Regions from separate parts of the Mus musculus genome. Here regions 1, 3, 4 and 5 are each linked to region 2. A link is a contact called in public HiChIP or PLAC-seq and promoter capture Hi-C data. All regions are on one chromosome and are shown on one strand. The core of a region is the stretch at or near the end of the contact, and the rest is flanking DNA. Distances in the headings are between cores, read along the strand shown. Region 1 holds the start of Sat2 (spermidine/spermine N1-acetyl transferase 2). Region 2 holds the start of Chd3 (chromodomain helicase DNA binding protein 3). Region 3 holds the start of Atp1b2 (ATPase, Na+/K+ transporting, beta 2 polypeptide). Region 4 holds the start of Alox8 (arachidonate 8-lipoxygenase). Region 5 overlaps Dnah2 (dynein, axonemal, heavy chain 2).

Region 1 (4,512 bases), core at 617-3,116, 250 kb after region 2:
CTCAGTAGTTGAGAGTGCTGGCTGCTCTTGCAGAGGACTTGGGATCAATTTCCGGAACCCACATAGCAACCCACAAGTACAGTTCTAGGGAATGGACATCCTCTCCTATCCCCTGAGGGATCCTGAGACAAACGTGGTGGACATATATACAGTGCAGGCACAAACACTCCATACCCACACACACAAAAACAAACAAACAAACAAACAAAAACAGATGTAGCGGGGTAGAGGTGGGGGGAGGGAATGTAATCAAAGCTACTGAGGCTCAGATCCAGAGTTCAAGACTTGGTTGGGGAAAGAACTCCAGAGTAGAGAGCTTGCTGTGCAAACAGGAAGCTGTAAGTTTGGATGGCCCACACCTACAATCCACCTGGACTGAGTGGCACACACCTTTGACCCTAGCGCTGGGGAAGATGGAGCAGTAGAGGGTACAGAGGCCAGCCTGCCTAGCAGGATTGACTGCTGAGCTCCAGGCTTCTTGGTGGAAGGCCTCTCTCTCTCTTTCTCTCTCTCTCTCTCTCTCTCTCTCTCTCTCTTTCTCAGAGTAACTGAAGAAGAGATTCAACCTAGACTTCTTGCTCCCCGAGAATTCGCATGCACCAGCAAGCACAACTGCACAGACAGCACACTCACTCACTGAAAATAAAATAAGAACTCAAGGCTGAGTGGGCGTGGTGCTCACACCGACAACCCAAACACTTGACACTGGAGAAGTTGTAAGAGATAAGAGGCTGCTTTGAGTTTGAGGAGAGCCTCAGCTGTATCATGAGTTTCAGGCCAGCATGGGTGTTAGAGTGAGACTCTTTGTCTCAAAAAAACAAAAACAAAAACAAAGCAAAAAAAGAGGTGGACACGGTGGCACAAGATTGTAGCCCCAGTTGCTACTGGAGAACAAAGGGGTATTGAGCCCAGAACATCAAAGGTTTGAGGCTAAGTCAGATATAGTGATATACATAATCCCAGCACTGGGGAGGTAGAGGCAGGAAAATCAGTAGTTCTAGATCATCCTTGGCTACACAGCAAATTTGAGCCTAGCCTGGGCTACATATCCAGGAAAATCTTCCACTCCCTGAAAACCCTATCAGGCCTGGCTTGGTGGCGCACGCCTTTAATCCTAGCACTTGGGAGGCAGAGGCAGGTGGATTTCTGAGTTCGAGGCCAGCCTCTCAAAAACAAAAAACAAACAAACAAAAAAACCACAAAACAACAACAACAACAACAAACCCTATCAGATATAAAGGAGAAAAAAGAATAAGGGACCTGCTGTTACTGTTAATTACAGGGATTTGTTAACAGAACCTAATGAGGAAACGTCAAAACACAACTGTCCCTTTGAGGACACCATTATGAGCCACAAAACAGCTATAGGAATCAAGTGTAGGGCTTTTTTCAGCATGTCCTGAGTACTGGATTTAATGCCTAGAACCAAAGAAGGGAAGGAGGAAAAGCTGCCAGAGGCATAGCACAGGGCTTCCACTACCAAAGACAGCTACAGGAACCGGTCGGGGGTCTTGGGCTCCCTCAGGGTCGGGGATGCCCCAGTGATTAGACGGCTAAGAGTGAAAACTAAAGCAGCTAACTGGAGTGTACTCTAACTAAAGCAGGGTAGGGGAGGACTTTTAAGCTTGAGGTATGTACGACACAGACTGGATAGCCAAGGCTACACAGAGAAACCCTGTCTCGAAAAACCAAAATAAATAAATAAAATACAAAATACAAAAAATAAACAAACAAACAGGAAGCTTAAGTAGTCCGGCGCAGAGTCCAGTCACTGGACAGCGAGGCGAGGCGGGACCAGGGGGTGGGGGTGGGGAAATGGTCGTAAGCAGCAAGCTGATTGGCTGCAGGGAGGCCCGGAGGGGGCTCAGAATTTAAGGCCTTTTCTGGCAGAAGAGACCACCAGGCCGGCTAATCCTCCCAGCTGAGACCGGTTGGTGCCAGAATCTTGTCTAGAAGCTTCTAGCATTTCTTCTGCCCCTCGCTCCCAGCACTTTGAGACCTGAGCTTTGAGACCAGACCTCCGCGGTTCTGCAAACGTGGGAGTTGTCTGTGATCTTTGATTTTTGACAGTGAGGCTCGGAATGGCTTCCACGCGAATCCGAGAGGCCAGGGAGAGCGATTGTGGAGACATTATGAGGATGATCCGGGTAAAGACTGCGGTTTGGAAAAACAGTGCGGGGTGGGGGTGGGGGGCTGGGAGCAGTTTGGCTGGAGTTGGGGAGTCAGAAATGAGGGTGCACCTTTGGACCCTGTTCTCAGAGATCAGGACCTTCCTGCCTTAATGTTGTTTTGGTACCCCTGTTATAGGAACTGGCAGAGTTCGAGAAACTGTCCCATCAGGTGAAGATCAGTGAAGAAGGTGGGTGAGGCTGTGCACCTGGGTCCTGATTGAGATGGGGGGCGGGTGATGGGGTGGAAGGATGGAGTCCTAAGATCGTAACTACTGGACTGGGCTTTACTCCAAGTTCCGGTTTTTCCCGGCCCATCTCTGCCTTTTTTGTCATACCTCCAATCTTTATAGCTCTGCGAGCAGATGGCTTTGGAGAGAACCCTTTCTTTCACTGTTTGGTGGCAGAGATTATCCCAGCACCTGGGGAGTCACAAGGTAAGGAAGCCTGCAGTTATCCTCCGTGTTTTTCCTCCCAAAAGCCTCACTCTTCTCTCTCATTTTCAGGGTCCCTTGTGGTGGGCTATGGGCTGTACTACTTCATCTATAGCACATGGACCGGACGAAACGTTTATCTGGAAGACATCTATGTGATGCCGCAATATCGGGGTACTGGCTGGGGCTAAGGATGGACAGAATGCCCACAGACCCAATGAACAGTCCTCAGACCTATCCCATTACCCCAACCTCAGATTATAGTTTCCTTTGATACCCTTTCAACTCAAATAATAGTCCTTCCTGTCCCTTTCTCCACTATAGGTCAAGGGATTGGTACCAAAATAATCAAAAAGGTGGCTGAGGTGAGCAAAGGGGTGGGGCTTACAAACTAGTTACCGCCCCCAAACGAAAGCCAGCCAGTCAGCCAAACCATCAATCAATCAATCAATCAATCAGTCACGTAAGTGGGAGTGTCGAGGTTGAATGAGGGGGATGAGAAAGATTTTTCTTTTTATTGTTTGTTGTTCAAGACAGGGTTTCTCTGTGTAGTCCTGATTGTCCTAGAACTTGCTCTGTAGACCAGGCTGGCCTCCAACTCAGAGGTCTGCCTGCCTCTGCAGGAATTAAAGGTGCTGGGATTAAAGGTGTGTGCCAGCCATTAGTTTTTGAGCCCTGTGCAGTAAGCGTATGTCTTCTACAGGTTGCCCTGAATAAGGGTTGCTCCCAGTTCCGCCTGGCAGTTCTGGATTGGAACAAGAAGGCCGTGAACTTGTACAAATTTCTAGGGGCTCAAGATCTGACTGAATCGGAAGGCTGGCTCTCCTTTCGATTTGAAGGCGAGGCAATGAGGGAGTTGGCAGGACGCTGACTTACGCCCTCTCTCTCCTGCCTCTTCTTTGGGATCACCATATCAAGTTTTCCTAAGACCATAACCATAGGCACTGACCCAGACAGACGCTCGCTCACCCAGAGGCCTCCCAGGGTGCAGACTCCTGAAGTACAGAAAGAGTGGAAGAGGGAGAAGCCTTATTAGGAACCACAAATAAAATACTTGCTTTGCCCTCATGGGTAGAGGATGTGATGCTGCAGCCATTTTGAAGCCCTTCTATTTGAACATTGTTCTGATGAGGGCTGGGACAGCCAAAGAGGCAGGGGTCATGGAGGCCTCAAGGACTCTGGGCACCCTAGTCTTGCCTCTAGCCTGTTAGAAAAAAAAAAAAAAAAAAAAAAAGAACAAGAGGGAATAAGCAATGGTATATCAAGCTTGTCATTCATCTTTGGAACCCAAAGATATTTTAGGACTAATGCGATAAAGGCCGCAGACTGTGCGCTGCCGTCAGCATTTCAAGGGACACTGGGAAGGAGCAATTGCCTCCCCTTGACTAATCAACCTCTACTAGGTAGGTATGATGCATGGTACTGGGGAGCCGGGAGTATAAAAACCTCCAGCTCAGGGGTTTGGGGGCCCACCAGGGAAAGTGAGACTTGTTTCATTAAAAAAAAAAATTAAAAAAAAACAAAACAAATCTTTAAAACACTGGGAATGAAGCTCAGGACCTCTGGAGGAGCAGTCTGCTTTTAACCACTGAGCCATCTTTCCAGTTCCCTCTTTCTTTCTTTTTTTTTGTTTGTTTGTTTGGTTGGTTGGTTTTGTTTGTTTGTTTGTTTTTTGGTTTTTTCGAGACAGGGTTTCTCTGTGTAGCCCTGACTGTTCTGGAACTCACTCTGAGGACCAGGCTGGCCTGGAACTCAGAAATCCGCCTGCTAGGCTGGTGAGATGGCTCAGTGGGTAAGAGCACCTGACTGCTCTTCCAAAGGTCCAGAGTTCAAATCCCAGCAACCACATGGTGGCTCACAACCATCCATAACAAGATCTGACTCCCTCTTCTGGTGTGTCTGAAGACAGC
Region 2 (4,854 bases), core at 1,930-4,429:
TCTAGGGACTTGGGTTAACACGAACATGGAAACGACGACCGCGGGGCAAGTGGCAAGGGCAGGCCAGGCTATGCCAACTGGCTAAGGATCAGGGAAGTGGGCCGCCTGGGTCACCCTGGGTGTGTGGGGCGAGGAAGCCCGTGAACTCTACTTCCCACCCAGCCCGGCAGGAGGTTCTCAGTTTTAGGCCGACGTCGGTGGCCAGCAGAGGGAAAGAATGGCGAGGAGAGGCAAGGAAGGGTAATAAAGCAAATCTAAGCCCCAACCTCTGTCTCAGCAGCCTCTCAAAGCTGGCCGCGAGCCCAGACTCTCCCACTTCCCGGCTCAGATCTCGGGAAGGTGGGGAGGGCGAGGGCGGAGTCTGGCAGTAGGGCTGTGGGAGGAGCCTGGGCAAGAGCCTTGCTCCCGCCCCTCTCTCCTAATCTCGCCATCAATCTCTCACACTTATATTTATTTTTTTCTCAAATTCCCCTCCCTCCCCCACAACGAACCTCCATAATAGGTCTACTGCACATGCGTACTGAATGCAGGAGGTGGGTTTGTATTTTCAGACCTTTTGCAAAGAAACTACCAGAATTTTCCGCACCACCCACAATCATTTCCCCACCCCCATCCCCACCCCCCAAGGAATCACATCTATATATTATGTTATATTATTTCTCTAGACTTGCCAGAAGGGGGAGGGAGAAGAAATGAGGTTTTTTTCTTTAGCTTCCTGCTCCCTTCCCCCACCAACACGAATGCTATTATTTTAAACGTTCAACAATGTAAGGAGACTGGCGCGATGGGGGAAGGGATAAAAATTGGTCTTGGGTAAGAATGTAAAACAAAAATGGTGAGAATCAAAGCAGTCGCACTGAAAAACAATGGAAGGCTCTCACGAGTACAAATTCATATTCCAGAAAGAGACGAGGGCGGGCAGCCTGAACAGAGCTCCTTAAGAGGAGACTTATTTTTCCCCACACTGAGGTAGACGGATAATGAGTACGCTAAAAATATTTTCCGAAAGTTTTACCTCAGAAAGTCATCTGAGGGGGTGTATCTGGGTCATTTTGACTTGGAGGGCTGGAAGGGGGATGAAATTGCCCAGGGAGACAGAGGAGGTGAGATTTCATTTCAAACATAAAAATTCAAAAGCTTTTGACGCTTCTCAAGGATTCAAAAGCAAGGGGGGAGGGAGGACGCCACACAAAGACCCATCTCGACCTTAGGCTCGTTCATTCTCCTCTCTTACAGGCATCCAGTGCCGGGGATCAAAACCAGATCCGGAGTTCAGAACAGTTAGGCGAGAGTTACCGACGCCCTAACTCACCTGACAAGCCCCTCTCCCCTCTTTTTCACACCTTGCCGCAGGCAGCCCTGCGGGCAGCCCTCTCTCTCCTCAGGATCTTTAATTCTTCCCCCACTCCAAGGGAATCCTGAGGGCTCGCTGGAATAACTTTTTTCTAAACTTTTCCTCTTTTACAGGTAAACCTGACGAGGTTAGGGGTGAGGCTTTACCCAATACGCATTAAACACATTATTTTTAACACCCCCCACCCCCGGAAAAGCTGTCTCAACACGTGCGACAAAAAGTCACAGTGGTCAGTAAGACAGTTTTACAAATAACGTTTTAAAGTTTGGTGTGTGTGTGCTGCTCTGCCGCCAGAGACTTGGGGGTGTGGATGTCCCCAATCAGAGGTTGGCGACACCTATCCTAAAGAAGCTAGAAATCACTCTCCACTTGGAGGGTGGTCTGAGAGTTGCGCCACTGATCCAGAGAAGGGTCTGTCCCAAGCACAGCTGGACGTCCTACGCCAGTGGCAGGTGACTTGTCATCTCGGAGAAGGGTGCTGAGTGATGATGGTCAGGACAGAGCAGCTGGGTGGGCAGTTCACGCCCCCCAACGTGGTCAGGGTGTGTGGGTGGTTTCATCAAGAGAGTGACAGTGAATGGCAGCCACGTGAGAGTCACAGCTGGGCAGTTCGGCCACCCCAGACTGACGGGGTCACGAGGGGGGGATGGGGGCTGCACTTGACACAAAAGAGCCCGGGGCAGAGATGACGAGGGTGGGGCCGGGGGCATCTGGCTCCCCAGACATTCTCCTGTCTCTCTTCAAATCTGAGGTGACCCGAGACCTCGGCGGCCAGCTAGGGGGGAGTGGACGGTATGTCCAAGTCTTACTCCAGGAAGTGGTCTGCGTGGAGTGTGGCCACCACCTGCCTCTGGTCATCAGCCGCTACAAACATTCGCACGCCCCCTCCCACGCGTGCCACCGCACACCCCTAAGTTGGCGGGCACCGAAGTCCCTGCAGGTGGAGGGGCTGGTCCGCGGGCCACTGTCCCACCTCTGCTTGCCCAAGTCCCCAGCGGAGGGCGTCGGGTGGCAGTCAGCTCCACACCCCGAACCCACTCGGCTTCAGTCCGACCCCACCGGGGCCCGGCCCAAGGGGCGCTCACGCGGCCGCCCCTCCCCCACGCGCCCCTCCCCCCACGCCGCCGTCCGGTCGCCGGGGTCTCCGCGGTCCCTCGCTCGGCCTGGGAGGGGGGCCCTGGCTTCGCTACGGCCGTTTCCTGCCTACCCCCTCCCCGCCGAGGGTGAAAAAAATAAATCTCCTCCCCCGAAAGCCGCGACCAAGTGGCCCGGTCCGCGCGCGCAGCTCGCTCCCTGCGCTCTCCAGCCCGGGCGCGGCGGCGGCGGCGGCGGCGGCGGTGGCGGCGGCCGCGGTAGCGGCGGAGGAGGGGTGCGGCGGGGGAGGGGAGGAGGCCTGGCCCCAAGGCCGCCGCCGCCCGGACTGCCGGGCCCGTCTAGACCCGCCAGGCGCCCGGGACTCTCCTCGGCTCGGCCGAACCGTAGGTGCCGGGCCCCGCGGCTCCGCTCGGGCCCCGGGGAGTCGGACGGACGCTTACCTGGTGGCGGGGGCGGCGGCAGCGGCGGCGGCGGCGGCGGGAAGAGGTGGCAGCTGGGGGGGCTGTGGCGGTCGCGGCTCCGGTCGTGGCCCGGCCCGCGCCCGAGTACTCCCTCTTCGTCCTCCTCCTCATCGTCCTCGTCGGCCGCCTCCACCTCCTCCTCCTCCTCGTCGCCCTCTTCTTCCTCCTCTTCTTCCTCCTCCGACACCACCATCTCCTCCTCCTCCTCCTCCTCGTCCCTCAGAGGGGAAGCCATCCTGTGGCTCTGGCCCCCCCACCACCCCCCCACCCACCGCCCGCCCGCCTCCCCCACCGCTACCACCACCACCTCCTCCTCCTCCTCCTCCTCCTCCTCCTCCTCCTCGGCGGCGGCGTCCTCCTCCTCCTCCTCCTCACCGCCTCCCCCAGCCCCCCAAACCCCCGGGCCACCCCCCTCCAGAACACCCACCCCCGGGGCCGGCGTCTGAGGAGGGGGGCCGCACCACCCCCAAAAATGTTCTTGGAAAAATTTAAGGACTTTTTCCCCCTTCTGTCTTTCCTCCCAAGAGAACAAGAAAGGGAGATCGTTTAAAAAAAAAAAATTATATATATGTATATAAAAGTTTTCGACTTCTCTCTACCCCCCTCGGTTGCTTTAAATATATTTAAATTCTGAGGGGGGCGCTCAGAAATATTTCTCAGAGCTGAGGCACTAAGATGGCCGCCTTGAAATTATTTTTAAAACAACCCCCCCTCCAGCACTGCCACCCCCCTCTATAAAGAAAGAGAGAGGGGGGTAAAATCCCCTTTTAAAACAAAATGGCTGGCTTAATATTTCATTTTTCATACACCCCCATTCTCCCTGTTACATCCAATCTCCAAGCTTCTACTCAGAAACCCACAAATTTCTCCCTTTTTTCATAACTGATTAGTGCACAGATTAATACATTTTCCTTGTGTATTGAGAGAGAGAGAGAGAGAGAGAGAGAGAGAGAGTGTGTGTGTGTGTGTGTGTGTGTGTGTGTGTTGGGGGGCATGAAGGATTTCTGCATAAAACAAAAATGGCTGCTGTGACTTAACTCCCCCCCTTATAAAAATATTTGGGGGGGTATTAATCAGTACTCATGCTCAGTCTGACATCAGCATAAATTGTTAAAGGTTAACTAGTTAGATACTAGTCCAACTAGATTGAATTTTTCTTTTCTTTACTAGTCTTCTTCCTCCCCCCACCTCCCTTCTCTAAAGAAAAGCTTTTTTTTTTTTTTTCTGAATACTTCAGAAGGGAGTGGTTTGATGTGAAGGTTTTTTTTTTTTTTCCTTCAGGCATTGAAAAGGAAAAAGATGAAATATATGTTTATATATAACTCTCTACATACCTCATTGAAGTCAAAATGCATTTAATTGTGTACGTAGCTTTTAAATGAGAAATGGTACTGGCTTTTTTTTTTTTTCTCCTTAAAAAAAAAGTGACAGAAATCCTAGTGACTTTGGGGGGAGAGATATGAATAGATGATTGAGTTTTTTTTCCAAGGAGTCCATGTTTGATTCTCTCCTTTGCCCAGCCCTCAGTGTTCTGTGAATGTTGTCAATTTTATCTCTACTCTTTCCCTTCCTCTCCTCCAGTGGCTTGCTTGTAAAATCGTCTGACTTGAGAAATTAATTTGGTGGTGACTAGGTCAGATTTTTAGGAGAAAGAGGAGAGGGTCGGATCTGAAGATTGTGAAATTCTTTTCTCCTGTGTCATCGAACGCCTCTTCCTCCATGACCTTCGACACTGATAAAGTAGAAGAAACTGAGGCACGGGGAGAGGAAAGCAACTGAGAAGAGAGGAACGAGGTAGGGCGAACACTCAGGCCTTTTCACTGAACCGGCTGACCTGTCCTTTCAGACTGGATCCCAGTGTTTATCTTAAAGTTGTAGCAGGGATCAGATGAGCAGCTGAGCTGGAGCCCAGAAGTAAGTTTTTCCTACAGAGAATTGACAGAG
Region 3 (4,750 bases), core at 1,918-4,417, 240 kb after region 2:
GTTGAACTGGCAGGCACGTTTTGGGTAGTTCAGAACCCCATTATCAGGTTGCTCATAATATCGCCCTGGACGGCAGACATCATTCTTCTGTGCTTGGATGGAGTCGTTGTAAGCTAGGAGGTGGGAGGCAGACAGAGAAGGTCAGAGGCCAAATGTCTCACTTCCAGGGTCCTGGATTCCTTCCCCCAAGGTCCTGGACTAGCCCCACACTCACGTTCCAAGAACTTGTTGAGCTTCTGAACATGCTGACCCCAGCTTTCAGTGTCACTAATGTTGACAATGACATCAAGGTTCTCAGTCTTGGGTCGAATCATCAAGCCTAGAGCCAACAGGAGAGAAGACTAGAGAGTCACATAAGATGAAGAGAAACACATCAAGGGAAATGGACAGATATGAAGAACACCAGGGTCAGGTGGGGGCAAAGATCTGAAACTGCCTTCCTGGGAGAGCAATCTCCTGTGGCATCTGCCACGTCTCCAAATCACATGACTCCCGGCTGCAGGGCATGGGAAGGAAGGCCAAGTTCAAGAACTCCCCACTCCAACTCCTGGAAAGAACTATACGTTCCTTGTGAGGCCTTAAGGACACAGTAGTTCCAGTGACCGGTAAGGGGAAAACTACTCTTCTCTCACCTGGTGTGGCCAGTCGATCCTGGTACTTGGGGGTATGGTCAGAGACGGTCTGCAGCATTACCCACATGGTGAGGCTGAACATGGCCGTGAGGAAACCATAGAAGACGAGGTAGAAGAGGAGGATGAAGGCTAGGATAGAGGAACTAGAGTCAGCAGCTCCCACATCTTCCACCAACCCCTCTCTTCCTCCTTCCTCTCAAGCTGTGTACGGGGATAGGCCAAGGAGCGACAGGATATCTTAGAGCCTTCCCCTGGGAGCTAAAGGAAACAAGCTGGAAACAGGCAGGGTCCAGCTCCAGCCCTGACTCCCAGACTCCTCCTGGGGCACAGTGAAGTCTGACCTTTTGGAGGCCACAAGAGACCTAAACTGTAGTTGTTGTGACAACTCCAAGAATAGGCCACTGTCATTCTGCGGCTAATGCATTTCCAACTTCTCAACCCTGCACGGTCCTGAAAAGGCAGCATCTGTTCCTGCCGTATCGGAACTCGAAGTTAGAGCCGTCTCAGAGCACAAGGATCTGGATGCAACCTGGTAACTGCGCAGCACTCTCAGCCAAATTCTTATCACCTCAGAGGACTCAGGTAGCAAGATCTGTCTGTCTGTCTGTCTGTCTCTCGCCCTGAGGAAGCAGCCCCTGAAATGAGGGGCTAATGGCCCAGCAGTCACCCCCACCTTTAACTCACACAGGATCTTGGCCAGAGTCAAGGAGAAGACAGAATCTCCTAGAAGCCTTCCCTGGACATCATCTCTCAGGACTCCTATCCTAAGCCTCCAGTGAGGAGGACATGCTGTTCCAATCTCCCTGAACTCTCAGTCTTTCTACCTAAGAAGACAGTTCCTCTGTGGAGGCTTCTGAGTAGCCCAAGCATCCATCGTTGATCCTTCACATCCCACAGGGTCTTGGGTTCCTTGAGGACAAGGGCTGCATTGATCTCCTTTCATGGTCCCCTAAGCCTCAGGTGGGTGGTCTGATGAAGACTGTGTCCAATCGATGTGGATATGTCGTAAATTATGTCACACAGAATCCCTTGTGCTTCAATTCTCCAGCTTGGCACTGTCTTGCAAGACTGTCAGTCACCCTTACCTCACCGGGTACCCATCAGCAGCCCCTGACTACCTAAGTCCTTGCACACCCATGAGGTAAGGGTAGAGAGTTCTTCCAAGGCATCTGAGTCCCATGTAAACACCCTGCCTGAGGATGTACCCATATCAGCACAGTGACCATTACTCCCTCCACCTCTGACATCTGAAAACCTCAAGCCTGGAAAAATACCATCCCTCCTGGCAGCCCCCCACCCACAAAGCAGCCACAGAGGACTCCAAACGCCCAATGGTGGAATACAGACAAACAACTTCCGCTGTTAAGAACCCCCCCTCCCAAGACCCCCCTGCCAGATCCGCCTCCTCATGAATGTTCCCAGGGTCCAAGGGGGTGGGTGAGAGCTAAAAATAAACGAGGTTGGCTAGCTAGTGAGAGCCAGAGGGAGAGTTAGGGCACTCTTCGGGGAGAGGGATGATGACCGTGTGCAGCCGCAGGGCCTGAGCCGGAGCGGGAGCGCCGTGGCACGGACACGCGCGCAGAGCCCGCGACCCCCCGCCCGAGGGGGCTCCGCGGGGGGCGGGCAGGCGGCAGTGACCTACTTTCTCCGCCTCCGCAGCGGCCAGTCAGAGAGATTAGACCGCTGATTCGGGGCCCCTCCCGATCCAAAGCCCGACAGTGGGGGCTGGACGCCAGGGACCCGGCAGGGGAGCTGGGGCGACGCCCGCGGGACCCTGCGCCCCAAAGGCATCGCCGAGCGGTCAGCTACCACCTTTCCCGCGCCAGCCCCGCGTACCCCAGCTGGTCCCGGTGCGCCCCATGAACTGGTGCGTCCGCGGGTTCCACACGAACTCCTTCCACTCCTCAACCACCTGCCCGCAGCTCTTCTTCTCTTTCTGGATGACCATCTTGGAGGCACGGGGCGAGTCCCGGCGCGCTGCTGGGGGCTGCGGAGAAGCCGGGGCGTCGCGCGCTGAAGCCCTCCACGCACCAAATGCGCGCGGGAGCGAGGCAGGGAGACTCCAGTCAGATATACAGCTGCTGCAAATTCCGGGGTGCACAGCCACGCACTGTGGTCTGCTGGCAGTGCGGCGAAGGTGCACCGAGGCTAGGCCCCCCGACTGCGATAGAAAGGGGGGCTGTCAAAACAGGGAAAGATAACCAGGGAAAGGGATGCCGAGGCACCTTCACCCCACACACCGCCTAGAAGCAAAACAAAAAGGGGTGCAAAACCAGACGGCTCCAAAATTCGAGCGAAACGCAGAAAAAGCGGGGTGCAAAGAAGCAGGGAAAGATGGGGGAGGGAGCCGCCCCGAAATCCGAGATGCAAAGAGGCTGTAGAACGCGGCAGGTGGCCGATTAAGGCTCCTCCGACAAACGGCGACAGCCACACCACAGTTGGCCCAGCCAGTGGGAGCTGGGGCGGGGACAAGCAGTTGTGGGGGAAAGACAAGGATAGGGGCCCCCCAATCGGAGGCTCCGCTCCTCAGCAGTGCGGGGAGCGCGAACCCTGCGCACAGTCTTTATAGTCTGTGACTCTGAGGGTGTCCGCCCCCTTCCCACCCACCCCTCAGGAACCCCGCCTCTTCGTTGCTCGCTCAGGAGACCTCATACATATGCAAATGAAGATGGATTGGACCCGCCCCCTGGCGCCTTTTTTTTTTTTTTTTTTTTTTTTTTTTTTGGTCCTAGCGGGTTCTTCCTACCCCAGACCCCAGGTACAGTACTGAAACAAGATTGGAAAAGAAGACAAGAGGGTGAGAGTCTGGGTAGACCTAAAGAAGAGAACACCTCCTGAGAGGCTCAAACTGAAAGACGAGCTGATACGTACTCAAAAGTGGGGGGCCCGGGGCAGGGAATTTAAAAAGAGACTAAGATAGAGTTACTTCGAAAGCCTCCGGAACAGAGGGCTGAATGTGAGAGGAATAAAGAAAAGCAAGCGCCAGACACCAAGAAAGAGCCTAGAAACTAGAACATAGAGAGGGATAGAAGCCACCACAGGACGCCCTTCTTCTCGGTTCCACTGGCTCCTTTGTCCAACCTACCTGTTCTCCATGACCAGGGTCCCTGCCATCTTTCCAAACTTGTTTGAGCCCCAAAATTTCCCTGTGTCCCTGATCTACAGCCAGGTCTGCATGGGTCCTGCCTTCCAGCCGCCCCTCCCCACCAGGTCTGATCTCCAGCCCACGCTTGCTGGAGCACCTACACCTGATGCCCCAGCTCTGGAACCTGGGTTCCCTTGGAGTGATGTTGCAGCCCAATAGCTTAAGAAGAAGAGGGGCAGGCTGGAGAGATGGCTCAGCAGTTAAGAGCACTGACTGCTCTTCTGAAGGTCCTGAGTTCAAATCCCAACAACCACATGGTGGCTCACAACCATCCATAATGAGATCTGACCTTGTGTGTCTGAAGACAGCTACAGTGTACTTACATATAATAATAAATAAATCGAAGGAGAAGGAGAAGGAGAAGGAGAAGGAGAAGGAGAGGAAGAGGAAGAGGAAGAGGAAGAGGAAGAGGAAGAGGAAGAGGAAGAAGGCCATTATCTTTATTTCTTTCTGTGGCAGGAACACCACAGTCCATACTTAGAGGAATTGGTTTTTTTCTTCTACCATGTGGATCCTGTACACAAGGCTAGCCTTGAAGAGATGCTCCTGCCTCTGCCCCCCACATTCTGGGTTTATAAAAATATGCCACTATGATATTTTATTACTCTCGGTGATGCTAGTAATGTGTTTTGTTTGTTTGTTTGGTTGGTTGGTTGGTTGGTTTTTATTTTTCTTTTCTTGAGACAGGATCCTGTTTATCTGAGGCTGGTCTGGGACACTGGTCTGAAGCAGCCAAGGTGGTTTCCACTCCTGAATACTGGGATTGCAGGTGTGTACCACCATATCCAGCTCCAGGGTTGCCTTCCTCTGCTGAAATTATAGGTGTTCATGACTATGTCTGACTGTAATTCCAATTTTACTCCAAGTATCACGGAAGTAATTCTAGCATTGTGAAATGACATAATTAAGTTTAATGGATCTTCCAGGCATGCTGGCCATATCTGGACTCAGCTACCTGGGATCCTGGGGTAAA
Region 4 (4,796 bases), core at 1,248-3,747, 170 kb before region 2:
TCAGATCACCCCGGACTAAGGCTGGTCTTCAGTAACATTAAAAACAACAGAAAGCCCACATACACATGGAAACTGAACAATGCCCTACCTACTCAATGATAACTTGGACAAGGAAGAAATTAAAGACTTTTTAGAATTTAATGAAAATGAAGGCACAGCATACCCAAACTTATGGGGCACAATGAAGGCAGTGTTAAGATCAAAACTCATAGCTCTGAGTGCCTCCAAAAAGAAACTGGAGACAGCATACACTAGCAGCTTAGCAACACACCTGAAAGCTCTAGAATAAAAAGAAGTAAATACACCCAAGAGGAGTAGACGACAGGAAATAACCAAACTCGGGGCTGAAATCAACCAAGTAGAAACAAAAAGAACTATATAAGGAATCAACAAAACCAGGAGCCGATTCTTTGAGAAAGTCTTCCTTCCTTCTTTCCTTCTTTCCTCCCTTCCTTCCTTCCTTTCTTCCTTCCTTCCTTCCTTCCTTCCTTCTTTTCTTTTTTCTTTCTTTTCCTTTTTCTTTTCTTTTCTTTTTTTTTTTTAAATCAAATATACTCTAACAGGAGTCAAACTGAAAAAGGACCCTTCAGTTGAGAAAATGTCTCCATCAGATTGACTAATAGGCAAAAGACCATTGAGTGTTTTCTTGACTGATGATTACATTGCAAGTGCCATCCCTGAGCAGCTGGAATAAGAAATCAGTCTGCACAAGACAGTAATTCTATTCCTTCACGACTTCTTCTTCAGTGCCTGCCTCCAAGTTCATGTTTAATTTCCTGTCCCGAATACCAATTATAATGTTCTCTCAGATATAAGATGAAATAAACTCTTTCCTCTCTAAAGAACAAACAAACAACCAGAAGAAAAAAAAAAACATCAATCAAAGAGAGTAAGTGATTTACCCAAGACCTTCCAGCACTTTTTGTTAGGATCTAAACTGGCCCTGCATCATGGAGGATGTAGATTTCAACATCTGCCCCTCTCCCCTGTTTGCCACTGTGAGATTTAGTGTCCTGGCTTTCATGACAAAAGTCAAATCACCAGGAACCAAATGAGCCCGTGCTTGCTCAGTTTCCAGAGACCTAGGGCAAAAGCAGGGGGCTCAGGATTTGGAAAGCAACCAAGATTAAGAGCGCCAGGTGACTTTGAAAATGTCCACCTGAGTACAGTAGCTGACTTTACCCCCTTGAAATTCCCACCTACTGTAATTTCAGTATGTAGGTAGCTCTCTGCTCTAACTCTTTATGTTGAGCTGATAAGATGGAAAGCATCCCTGTCTGAGAGTTTCTGTACTGTCTAGGAATGGCTTTGAAGGTCACCCTTAATTGCTGGGAGTTCTGCCTGTATTTACGGGAGAAAGCAACAACCCCACCAGTGAGAGAAAAGAGAAACGGAAGCAATAACAACCACAGAGAGAGATGGAGAAGGCATAAGCCACAGGACAGGGTTGTTAGAGCAGTGGGTTTCAACCTTCAGTGGGTGCCAGCGTCACCAGAAAGGCTTGGAAAGAAGCCAGTCTCTCTGCTCAATCACATTCAGAGTCAGAGCTCCTGCGAATCTGCTTTTCTCTCAGTTGCCCAGTAATGCCAACACTACTGTGTCTGGGATTAGTCCTTGATTTGGCTCCTTCCCATCCCATAAGTGAGTCCTCCTGCAGGGGTCACTATCTCCCTCCTCACCTGTACATCTTCTGCCTGGACTCAAGCTCCTTCTGGCGCTGATCCTGCAGTGTAGGGTGATGGTCTTGCCAGGACACCTTTGCTGCGGGTGAGGGCGTGGATGGAAAGGATCCTCTCTTGATCTCTGGCTTCAGACTTTCTCCCTCCTACTGCTGTCAACCCACCAGTCCCCTCACCCCGGGTACACTTCTTCCACTGCAAGCTGATTGCCACCACCTCCTGCTTCTGCCAGTCCCCTCCTTCCTCCTCTGCCCTTTCCTGGTTTCCACTCCCCAAGCTTAGCCTGCGACACACTGCTGCGTGCCTCCCGCAGCCCCAGTCCCCTCACCTGCTCCCTCTCTCAGCACCAGCTCCCCCGCCCCTTCCAGCCACTGATAACAGGGGAAGTGGAGTGCAGCCCCAGGTAGCCACTCCAGCTCGAACCAGCGGCAGAACCAGGCATCAGAACGGAAAGACATAAGCGGGAGGGACACTTCCGGGGGTGCTTTGTGGACTCGCAGCATCAGCACAGTGCCTACGTCCTGGGGAAGCGTCACCTCGAAGTCTTCTTCCTAGGAGGGGTTGTTTAGTATGCTGAGGATGGTCCCCCTGGGCTGCCTTCCTCCACAGTCGCCATTGCCTGCTCCCCAAAAACTCACAGCACCGGCGCTGAACTCCTTGCCCAGATGGTCCAGAGGTACTAAGGGGCTCTCTCCGTGGGTTCCCACGATGCTGACAGACACTTTGTCCCATGTGCCAGCCCCACAGGCTTCCCCCGTGGATACTCTCACCCTGCATTTCGCCATCCTCCTGACCAGTTTAGCTCTCTACTGCAAGCTGGACTACCTGGCAGGGTGATTTAACCTCAGCGATGCCCCGCCCATCAGACCAGGTTAAGGGGAAATGTGTTCGCTACCCACTGAATTCCCCTTCAGCTTCCTTGCCATCAGGAAGAGCCTTAGAATTTAGGACAAGTAGTAGGTGGGTTGACACACTGAAACCTGGAGTCACAATGGGTGGCGCTGAGACAGGAAGTGGACTGAAGTCCACAGGGTGAGTTCCAGACCCAACTGGAATGTGGGGTACAAGTGTAAAATTTATTTACATGCTGTCTTAGCTTTAAATGTGAGTGAGGGTCCACTTCCCCATTCCTTTAACTCTTCCCACGCCACAAGGCTGCTTTCACTTCTTTAATAACTGATTTTGAGAGCCATCACTGGCCAGGACTATTAGATGCTGCCAGTGCGGGTCCAGGCAATACTCTAGCTTTGCCTGACTGTTTACTAAGGTCAAGTGCAAGGGGGAAAAGACATTCAAATGCTCTAAGCATGTATTAGAGTTTAGAGGATAATCAATGCTGGGGAAGATGTCAGTCACTGCTGATGTGAGAGCCTGAGAAGTTTGGCTCGAGAGAAAGGCCCTCAGAGACCCAGAGGTGGTGAGAGGTGAGCCCAGGGTATGTGTTTATGGGCACCAATTATTGGACTCAGTGTGTTATTAAAAGGAGGAGGATCTGAAGTTGGGAGGGACCTGAGGGAAGGTCGGGGAGAGCTGTAGGGGGGATGGGGTAGATATAGTCAAGTACATTGTGTGCATATGTGAAATTTCAAATAAGATATCAAGAATAATACTAAATATATGTTTTCAAGTGGTATGTCTAGGTAAGCTGTTTTACTGTTGGGGAATTGTCTGTGCAAAGGCCCTGAGATCACTGGAGAAGGGAAGGCAGAGCTGGAGTGAGTGAGAGGGATGTCAGAAGGAAGACAGTGACAGAGTTTGCCCTTGAGGGAAACAACAGATTTGGGAAATCCTCTTTGCTGTGCCCATTAGACATCCAAGTATAGTGGTCCCTATGGGTGCCTACCTGGAAGTCATGGCACAGGGATGTGTGTGAGCCCTAGGCTAAGAGAAGATCGCTGGAAAAGGGCAGTGGATTCAGGCTCCAAGTTGCTAAAAAATTTGAAAGTTTTGCAAAGAGGTAGAAGCAACCAAGATTATTCAGTATGTGTGTTACATCAGCTTTCTTGTTACTATCAAAGGGTGAAACCTTCGTGTTGGCTCCTAGGTTTGATGTCCTACTCCCTGGGGACTGATGTGGGATGACCCAGAGAAGAGTTATGGTGAATATATGCTAGGCTGACCTGGTTATAGACAAAGTAGCAATGACACAGTTCTCCCCACCCCCTACCACCACATTCCCCCTCCCCCTCCCCTCCTCTTCCCTACCCCCTCTCTCTATATATATATCACACACACACACTGTTGTGTCACATCATTTCTAGGGAGATGAGAACAGATATGTACTCACCCCATATAGGGAACTACCAACTGATCAGAGTAATGATACCACTGTGTCCAATCTGTTGAATCAAATTGTGGTAACTTAAAGGAGGGTGGGTGAGGGGCTACTTACTGGAGTGCCCACTTACAGGCTGCAGCACCAGAGCCCACCCCAGTGTGGGTGACAGCTCAGAAGGCGGCATCCTGGAGCTAAATGCATGACTGTAGGCAACTAAAGATGCTAGAGAGCCTCCTTCCTGGTCAGTCCTTGTCTTTATATCCTTGGAAAGAGCCTGGTACATCTAAGTTTCAGCTCTCCAGGATCTGAGAAAATTGTTTAAATCTCAAATTCCATGAACCTCTCTTTCCCTCCAGAATGGACTGCTTCAAGTCAGAGGAAATTGCTATACAACCTTCATTCCTACCCCCATCTCTTCCACTCTTTCTGTCCCCTGATGCATCCCAAGTTTCCTGAGTCTTGGACAGAAGTGACTTAGCTGTCCATCTATGGCTAAGTGCCAGGTCACTGTGCTATCACAGTGGCCAATTGTTCCCAGAAGCCATTATTGTGGCCTAGTGGTAGTAGTGTATGCCTTTAGTCCCAGCACTCAAGAGTCATAGGTATAGGCATAGGCATAGGGAGAGGCGGAGGCGGAGGAGGAGGCAGAGGGGGAGGGGGATGGGGAGGGGGAGGGGGAGGGGGAGGCAGGGGCAGAGACAGAGGCAGAAGCAAGTCTGTGAGTTTGAGGCCAGCCTGGTCTACACAGTGAGTTTCAGGACAGCCGGGGGTACACACACAGATCCTGTCTGGAAAAACCACTTCCCACTCCTTTCAAAAGGAAGTTTACTTCCTTGACA
Region 5 (4,944 bases), core at 732-3,231, 160 kb after region 2:
TCCCTTTTTTAAAGGTTTTGCATCTAATTTTTGTTTGAATTTAATAGAATAAGAAGAATCTGAAGTTGCTATGAGGATTGTTAAGCTCCAAATAAATGTCTCTCACCCAGGGACACCTCAGAATGATCCCTTGCTGTTGTGGTTGTTGTGGTTGTGGTTGTTGTTTTTCCCATGCTGGGAACGGATTCCTTAACTTCACAGATGCTAAGTATAAGCTCTACTATGAAAGCACATTGCTACCCAACTTTCTATTTATTTTATATTGTGATGATCATGGAGATGGTGATGAGGATAATGTGTGTGTGTCTGTGTGTGTGCACATGTGCACGAGAGAGAGAGAGAGAGAGAAAGAAAGAAAGAGAGAGAAAGAGAGAACGCAAGTATATGCATGTTTTGTCAGGGCACACATGTAGAGATGAGGGCATCTTTGGGGAGCCATTTCTCTCCTTCCACCGAGAATTCGGGGAACAGACCCTGATTATTAGGCTTGTGTAGAAAATACCATGACCTACTGAACCATATTCCGGCCCTCAGTTGTGTGCATGTACGCATGTTCGATTTTTTTTCTTTCTTTCTTTCTTTCTTCCTTTTTTTTTTTTTTTTTTTTTTTTGAGTCTCAGCTGTGAACTCACGATTGCAGAAATTCTGCCTCTGCTTTCTAGCAGCTGCGACTGCAGACCTGGGCCACCACCCCCGGCTCTTTCAATTTTTATTTTCAAAAAACTCCAACTCGTAGAAAATTTTCAAGAAAAATAAAGTTAACAAAATATCCTTGCCTCCTGGATTCAATGTCAATGCTCCATCTGTCTGTCCCCTCTTTATACCTGAGCCTTTGTGAGCTGCAGGCATCCAGATGCCACACCCTTAATGCTTGGCCTGTATCTTCTAAAATTACTGTAATTATGGTGATAGAAAAATTTATCTAATACAATATATGTCCACATTTAACTTCCTCCAGTTGTCCAAATGATGTCACGTATAGCTGGATCTCTTCCTCCCCATCCATATCCCGCCCAGGGCTATCCATCGTCTTATTTTGTTGTTGCTGCTGTTTCTCTTCTGAAACAGGGTCTCACTATGTAAGCCCTGGTCTAGAATACACTGCTACATAAATTAGGATGGCTTTCAACTCACAGAATCCTTCCACCTCTATCTCCCTAATGCTGAAATTAAAGGTATGTACCACCATGCCTAGCCTCTGTGTGTGTGTGTGTGAGAGAGAGAGAGTGTGTGAGTGTGTGTGTGTGTGTGTGTGTGTGTGTGAATGAGTGAGTGTGTGTGTGTGAGTGTGTGTGAGTGAGTGTGTGTGTGTGAGTGAGTGTGTGTGTGTGAGTGAGTGTGTGAGTGTGTGGTGTTTGAGGTGCATTTTTGTTTGTTTGTTTGTTTGTTTAGGTTTTTTTGGTGGGGTATAGACAGAGTTTCATACTCAGGCTGGCCTGGAACTCCTAATACTCCTTCCTGCCTCTGTTTCCTACAACCTCCTTTCATTTCAACAACTCCTATCCTTTGCTATCCTCTGTGTGTGTGTGTGTGTGTGTGTGTGTGTGTGTGTGTGTGTGTGTCCTCCTGTTTTAGCCTCTCAGGTGACAGGATTACAAGCATGTACCATCATGTCGGGCTTTCTCTTTTACGTTGTACTATCAATCACTCTAAGAATCAAGCCAGATGTTTTTCAAATGTCCCTTAATTTGGATTTATCTAAATGCTTGTTATTAGGTTGAAGCTAAATGTTCTCGGTGGAACGCCATAATGTTCCCCAGAACTGGCATCCTTACATTTCAGTGCTGAAACTAAAATGCACGCTGACATTAACGTGAGAGGCCGTCGGTAAGCAGCAACAGCGCAGCCTTCTCACTCCCAGACGCCGTTCCTTGTGCATCTCAGGAAAATTCTTTGTATGTTCTCTCTAAATCCACACTGTGACGGCTGTCTACTCCTGCAGCTGGGCTGTGCCCATCCCTCGTGTCTATTCGCGTCTCCCTAATTGCATTAATGTGTCCGGCCTTTTCTTTCTCATGAACGGCGGCTGCCTCAGCCTTGCGCTCAGTCGGTGACGGATTTTCAACCACAGCTATTCAGTTCCCCGCCATTTCTCATCTGGTTTTGTAGCACGCTGCCTTATTCGTTCCCTAAGATCCGTGCCCCACCTCCCCCTTTCATCTCCTTCCACCTTTTATCATCTCGTAGAGACTGAATTCATGTTGGTATCGAGTTGCACCGTGGCTGTTGTGAGGAGCCTCCTTCCTTGGGTTAGATCTCCCTCCTGTATACGCGCTTTGTTCTTTTTTTTTTTTTTCTTCCCTTTGTCCTTGGTATAATGTGCCCGCCGTTGCCATGCAATTTCGCCCCATTTTGCTCATGCCTGAGCAGCTTTGTCAATTCACTCTTTTGGCTCTAGCACACTGTGGGCGACTTCTTGATGCCCCACTGGGAGAGGCCAGTTTATTTTGCCTCTTGAAGGTAAAGTGAAAGGATTAGGTATTTTATGTTATTCTCTTTTCTGTAGCCTGAGAGACTTGTGTGAGGAGGGGCACGTGGTTAAGGCTAATTTAAGGCAATAGCAAATCTTTGTTAAATGACAAACCTCTTGGGGGATGTTTGGAATGCTCCAAGGTTTTCCCCCAACCAAGTGCGGGAAGAGAAGGAACTTGGAGCTTCAGCACAGTTTAGGGTTCACACCTGTTTGTGAAATTCACTAGATTTGATTATGCCTTTTCCCTGTGTTCTGTGGATCCTGGGCTGTGAGCTGCCTTCATGTCCCAGGTCTCACTCTTTGCCCCTTTTATCAGATACTAGGTTATGGACTCCCCCACTCCCACCTCTACCCCTGCCCCAGTGAAGAAGGGTTTATTTTGGCTAACGGTGTGACAGGGCACAGAGCATCACAGTGGAGAAAGGCGTGGGCATGGCAGGAGGAGACACTCCTTGGAGTCTAAAATCAGAATGCCGAGAGACATGACTCTTTTTTTCCCTTTCTGTGCTGGGGATTGAGTGCAGGGCCTCCTGAAGGTTCCACTAAGCTACTGTGCGTAGTCATTTTTTAAAGGAAGTTTAAACTAGCCACCCTAACCTGGAGAATACAGTAAAATCTCTCATCTACTGTTGTAGCAAGTTAAATGGATCTGTCTCTCTCTCTCTCTCTCTCTCTCTCTCTCTCTCTCTCTCTCAAGATTTTATTTATTATATGTATGTGAGTACACTGTCGCTGTCTTCAGACACACCAGAAGAGGGCATCAAATCCCACTGCAGATGGTTATGAGCCACCATGTGGTTGCTGGGAATTGAACTCAGGCCCTCTGGAAGAGCAGTCAGTGCTCTTAACCTCTGAGCCATCTTTCCAACCCACTCATATCTATTTTTATACATTCCTTTAATGCTGCTATTCATCATTTATACTCCTGCCCTAGTATTAACTGTTTTAATTACTATAGTTTAATAAAGGATTCTTATGTCTATGAATCTCCTTTATTACTTTCTTCATCATTACTGTTGATATATATATATATATATATATAGGGGTTGGGGGTTTGTTTTTTTGGTTTTTTGGTTTTTTGTTTTTTTTTTTTTTTTGAGACAGGGTTTCTCTGTGTAGCCCTGGCTGTCCTGGACCTCACTCTGTAGCCCAGACTGGCTTCAAACTCATAGAGATCCACCTGCCTTCTGCCTCCCGAGTGCTGGGATAAAAGGTGTGTATCATCACCTCCCGGCTTAGATATATATTATTTTAAAATAGTGGTTTTTGGGACAGGGTCTCATATGCCCAGGCCAGCCTGGGACTTGCAGTAAAGCCAAGGAAATCCTTGATCTTCTGATCCTTCTGCCTCTAGCTCCCAAATACTTAGATTTAAAGGCTTGGACTGTTACTCCCAAATTATTTAAGGCTAGGGACCAACCAACTGCAGGTTTTCCTTTGTGCTAGATAGGTATCCTACCGAGTAACTGATATCACTAGCTGCACTGCAAGTTTGAATCAGGGCTGGAGAGATGTCTCAAAGGTTAAGAGTGGGGTTCCACGAGCCGTGGGGCACAGAGGGAGCGTGACTCCGGATGAGGGTGATATGCAGCAGCTCCACAGAGCCTGGAAAGTGGGGTACCCACCTGCACAGGCATGCCCAGCTCCAGCTTCAACCCAAAGACGGGGTCAATGAAGATGGTGAGGGCAGGCACCGCAGGATCCTGGACAAAGTGCTCCAGAACCATGTCGTGCTCCCCCGTCCACGTGGCATCTGCCAGTCCGGTCAACATCGTTCGTGAGAGGAAGAAGGGCTTCTGCGGAGAACAGAGAGACAGGGTGTGTCAGAGCTGTGAGGATGGGTGGTCCTCCCGTCCACGGCTATAAGGGTTGACTTGGGAGATGAGGTGCCAGAAGGCTGGGAAGACGGAATGGCAGGCTTCTTCTAGCTTTTAAGGGAAGGAGCAACAGACTCCCCTGCCTCGGAGAATGAAAACAGAATGTGTCACAGGGGGGAGCGGTGCGCCATTATCTTCCCCAAAATATTTCTTCTGCCTGTGGCTATGAAAACGCATTCTCTGCTATTCTCAACCTCAAAGGGAAGGTGAATGAAGGAAACAAGCAAGATCTGGGCGCGAGGATGGGGTGGGTAGGGCACAAGGTCCACAGCCCATTGCCTAGGAAGCTGCCCCCTCTGCAGCAGGAGATGCCGTTAGCAGTCGACTGGCACAGCAGTTATGAGAACCCAGGGACAGGAGGAAAGGAAAACTGACAAAATGCAGCTAAGGAACAAAGTGATTGGGTTGAAAACAAGTTATCCCCATGAGCCTGCTGAAGCCTGCGATGAGGAGCAAAGACGAGGCTCTGGGGGCTGGAGACACCGCCCAGTCCTTCCCAGTATCCCCGGAAGAGGAGGAAGAGGAATGAGCTCCAAAGAAGAGAAAATAGACAATCTTCTAACAAAGCTCTTTCCTGGACAGGATGTGGAGGAA

What was found. Promoter capture Hi-C pulls out the DNA fragments that hold promoters and counts their contacts. HiChIP or PLAC-seq counts read pairs in DNA pulled down with a chosen protein or histone mark.
Region 1: a promoter capture Hi-C map of second pharyngeal arch cranial neural crest shows a contact between it and region 2. The contact joins the promoter of Sat2 here to the promoter of Chd3 in region 2. A contact is called at or near these places in 13 of 39 promoter capture datasets (the C10 cell line, the HPC-7 cell line, cranial neural crest and 8 more), 1 of 484 Hi-C or Micro-C datasets (embryonic stem cells), 3 of 115 datasets of contacts at active chromatin or transcription factors (the SCID.adh cell line, bone marrow-derived macrophages and large pre-B cells) and 2 of 9 other capture datasets (adipose tissue and pancreatic islet).
Region 3: a promoter capture Hi-C map of stem cell-derived epiblast-like cells shows a contact between it and region 2, with 6 times the contacts expected there. The contact joins the promoter of Atp1b2 here to the promoter of Chd3 in region 2. A contact is called at or near these places in 12 of 39 promoter capture datasets (the HPC-7 cell line, cranial neural crest, embryonic stem cells and 8 more), 1 of 484 Hi-C or Micro-C datasets (embryonic stem cells), 4 of 115 datasets of contacts at active chromatin or transcription factors (bone marrow-derived macrophages, craniofacial prominence, large pre-B cells and 1 more) and 2 of 9 other capture datasets (adipose tissue and pancreatic islet).
Region 4: an H3K4me3 HiChIP or PLAC-seq map of bone marrow-derived macrophages shows a contact between it and region 2, with 2.7 times the contacts expected there. The contact joins the promoter of Alox8 here to the promoter of Chd3 in region 2. A contact is called at or near these places in 20 of 39 promoter capture datasets (the 3T3-L1 cell line, 3T3-L1-derived adipocytes, the HPC-7 cell line and 11 more), 107 of 484 Hi-C or Micro-C datasets (the AML12 cell line, the AtT-20 cell line, B cells and 56 more), 11 of 115 datasets of contacts at active chromatin or transcription factors (astrocytes, bone marrow-derived dendritic cells, bone marrow-derived macrophages and 7 more) and 5 of 9 other capture datasets (adipose tissue, embryonic stem cells, liver and 2 more).
Region 5: a contact with region 2 is called in an H3K4me3 HiChIP or PLAC-seq map of embryonic forebrain, with 2.4 times the contacts expected there. The contact joins the enhancer-like site here to the promoter of Chd3 in region 2. A contact is called at or near these places in 17 of 39 promoter capture datasets (3T3-L1-derived adipocytes, the C10 cell line, HPC-7-derived erythroid cells and 12 more), 3 of 484 Hi-C or Micro-C datasets (the G1E-ER4 cell line and embryonic stem cells), 14 of 115 datasets of contacts at active chromatin or transcription factors (the SCID.adh cell line, acute myeloid leukemia, astrocytes and 9 more) and 3 of 9 other capture datasets (adipose tissue, liver and pancreatic islet).

Annotation. Positions count from the first base shown.
Region 1 is chr11:69,620,186-69,624,697 of GRCm38.p6, forward strand. Sat2 (spermidine/spermine N1-acetyl transferase 2) reads left to right here and starts at 1,867. Exons shown (of 6, transcript NM_026991.3): 1 at 1,867-2,147; 2 at 2,308-2,359; 3 at 2,522-2,605; 4 at 2,675-2,776; 5 at 2,927-2,967; 6 at 3,306-3,693. The coding sequence starts at 2,082. The coding sequence ends at 3,473.
Region 2 is chr11:69,366,247-69,371,100 of GRCm38.p6, forward strand. It overlaps Chd3 (chromodomain helicase DNA binding protein 3), which reads right to left and starts at 3,180. Exons shown (of 40, transcript NM_146019.4): 1 at 2,890-3,180. The coding sequence starts at 3,145. Gm32483 (a long non-coding RNA gene) reads left to right here and starts at 2,744. Exons shown (of 2, transcript XR_003949707.1): 1 at 2,744-2,832; 2 at 4,492-4,854.
Region 3 is chr11:69,602,793-69,607,542 of GRCm38.p6, forward strand. Atp1b2 (ATPase, Na+/K+ transporting, beta 2 polypeptide) reads right to left here and starts at 3,168. Exons shown (of 7, transcript NM_013415.6): 1 at 2,469-3,168; 2 at 633-761; 3 at 215-319; 4 at 1-113. The coding sequence starts at 2,580.
Region 4 is chr11:69,195,346-69,200,141 of GRCm38.p6, forward strand. It overlaps Alox8 (arachidonate 8-lipoxygenase), which reads right to left and starts at 2,498. Exons shown (of 14, transcript NM_009661.4): 1 at 2,318-2,498; 2 at 2,008-2,230; 3 at 1,680-1,761. The coding sequence starts at 2,464.
Region 5 is chr11:69,525,285-69,530,228 of GRCm38.p6, forward strand. It overlaps Dnah2 (dynein, axonemal, heavy chain 2), which reads right to left. Exons shown (of 86, transcript NM_001081330.1): 4 at 4,099-4,269. Among named protein-coding and RNA genes, the nearest start is that of Dnah2, 21 kb to the right of the region's middle. Within about 2 kb of position 1,982, at least 80 of the 459 cell types and tissues checked have an H3K27ac peak or open chromatin away from gene starts, as enhancers often do. A contact at or near this core is called in embryonic forebrain, forebrain, hippocampal neurons and 1 more, where this site is marked.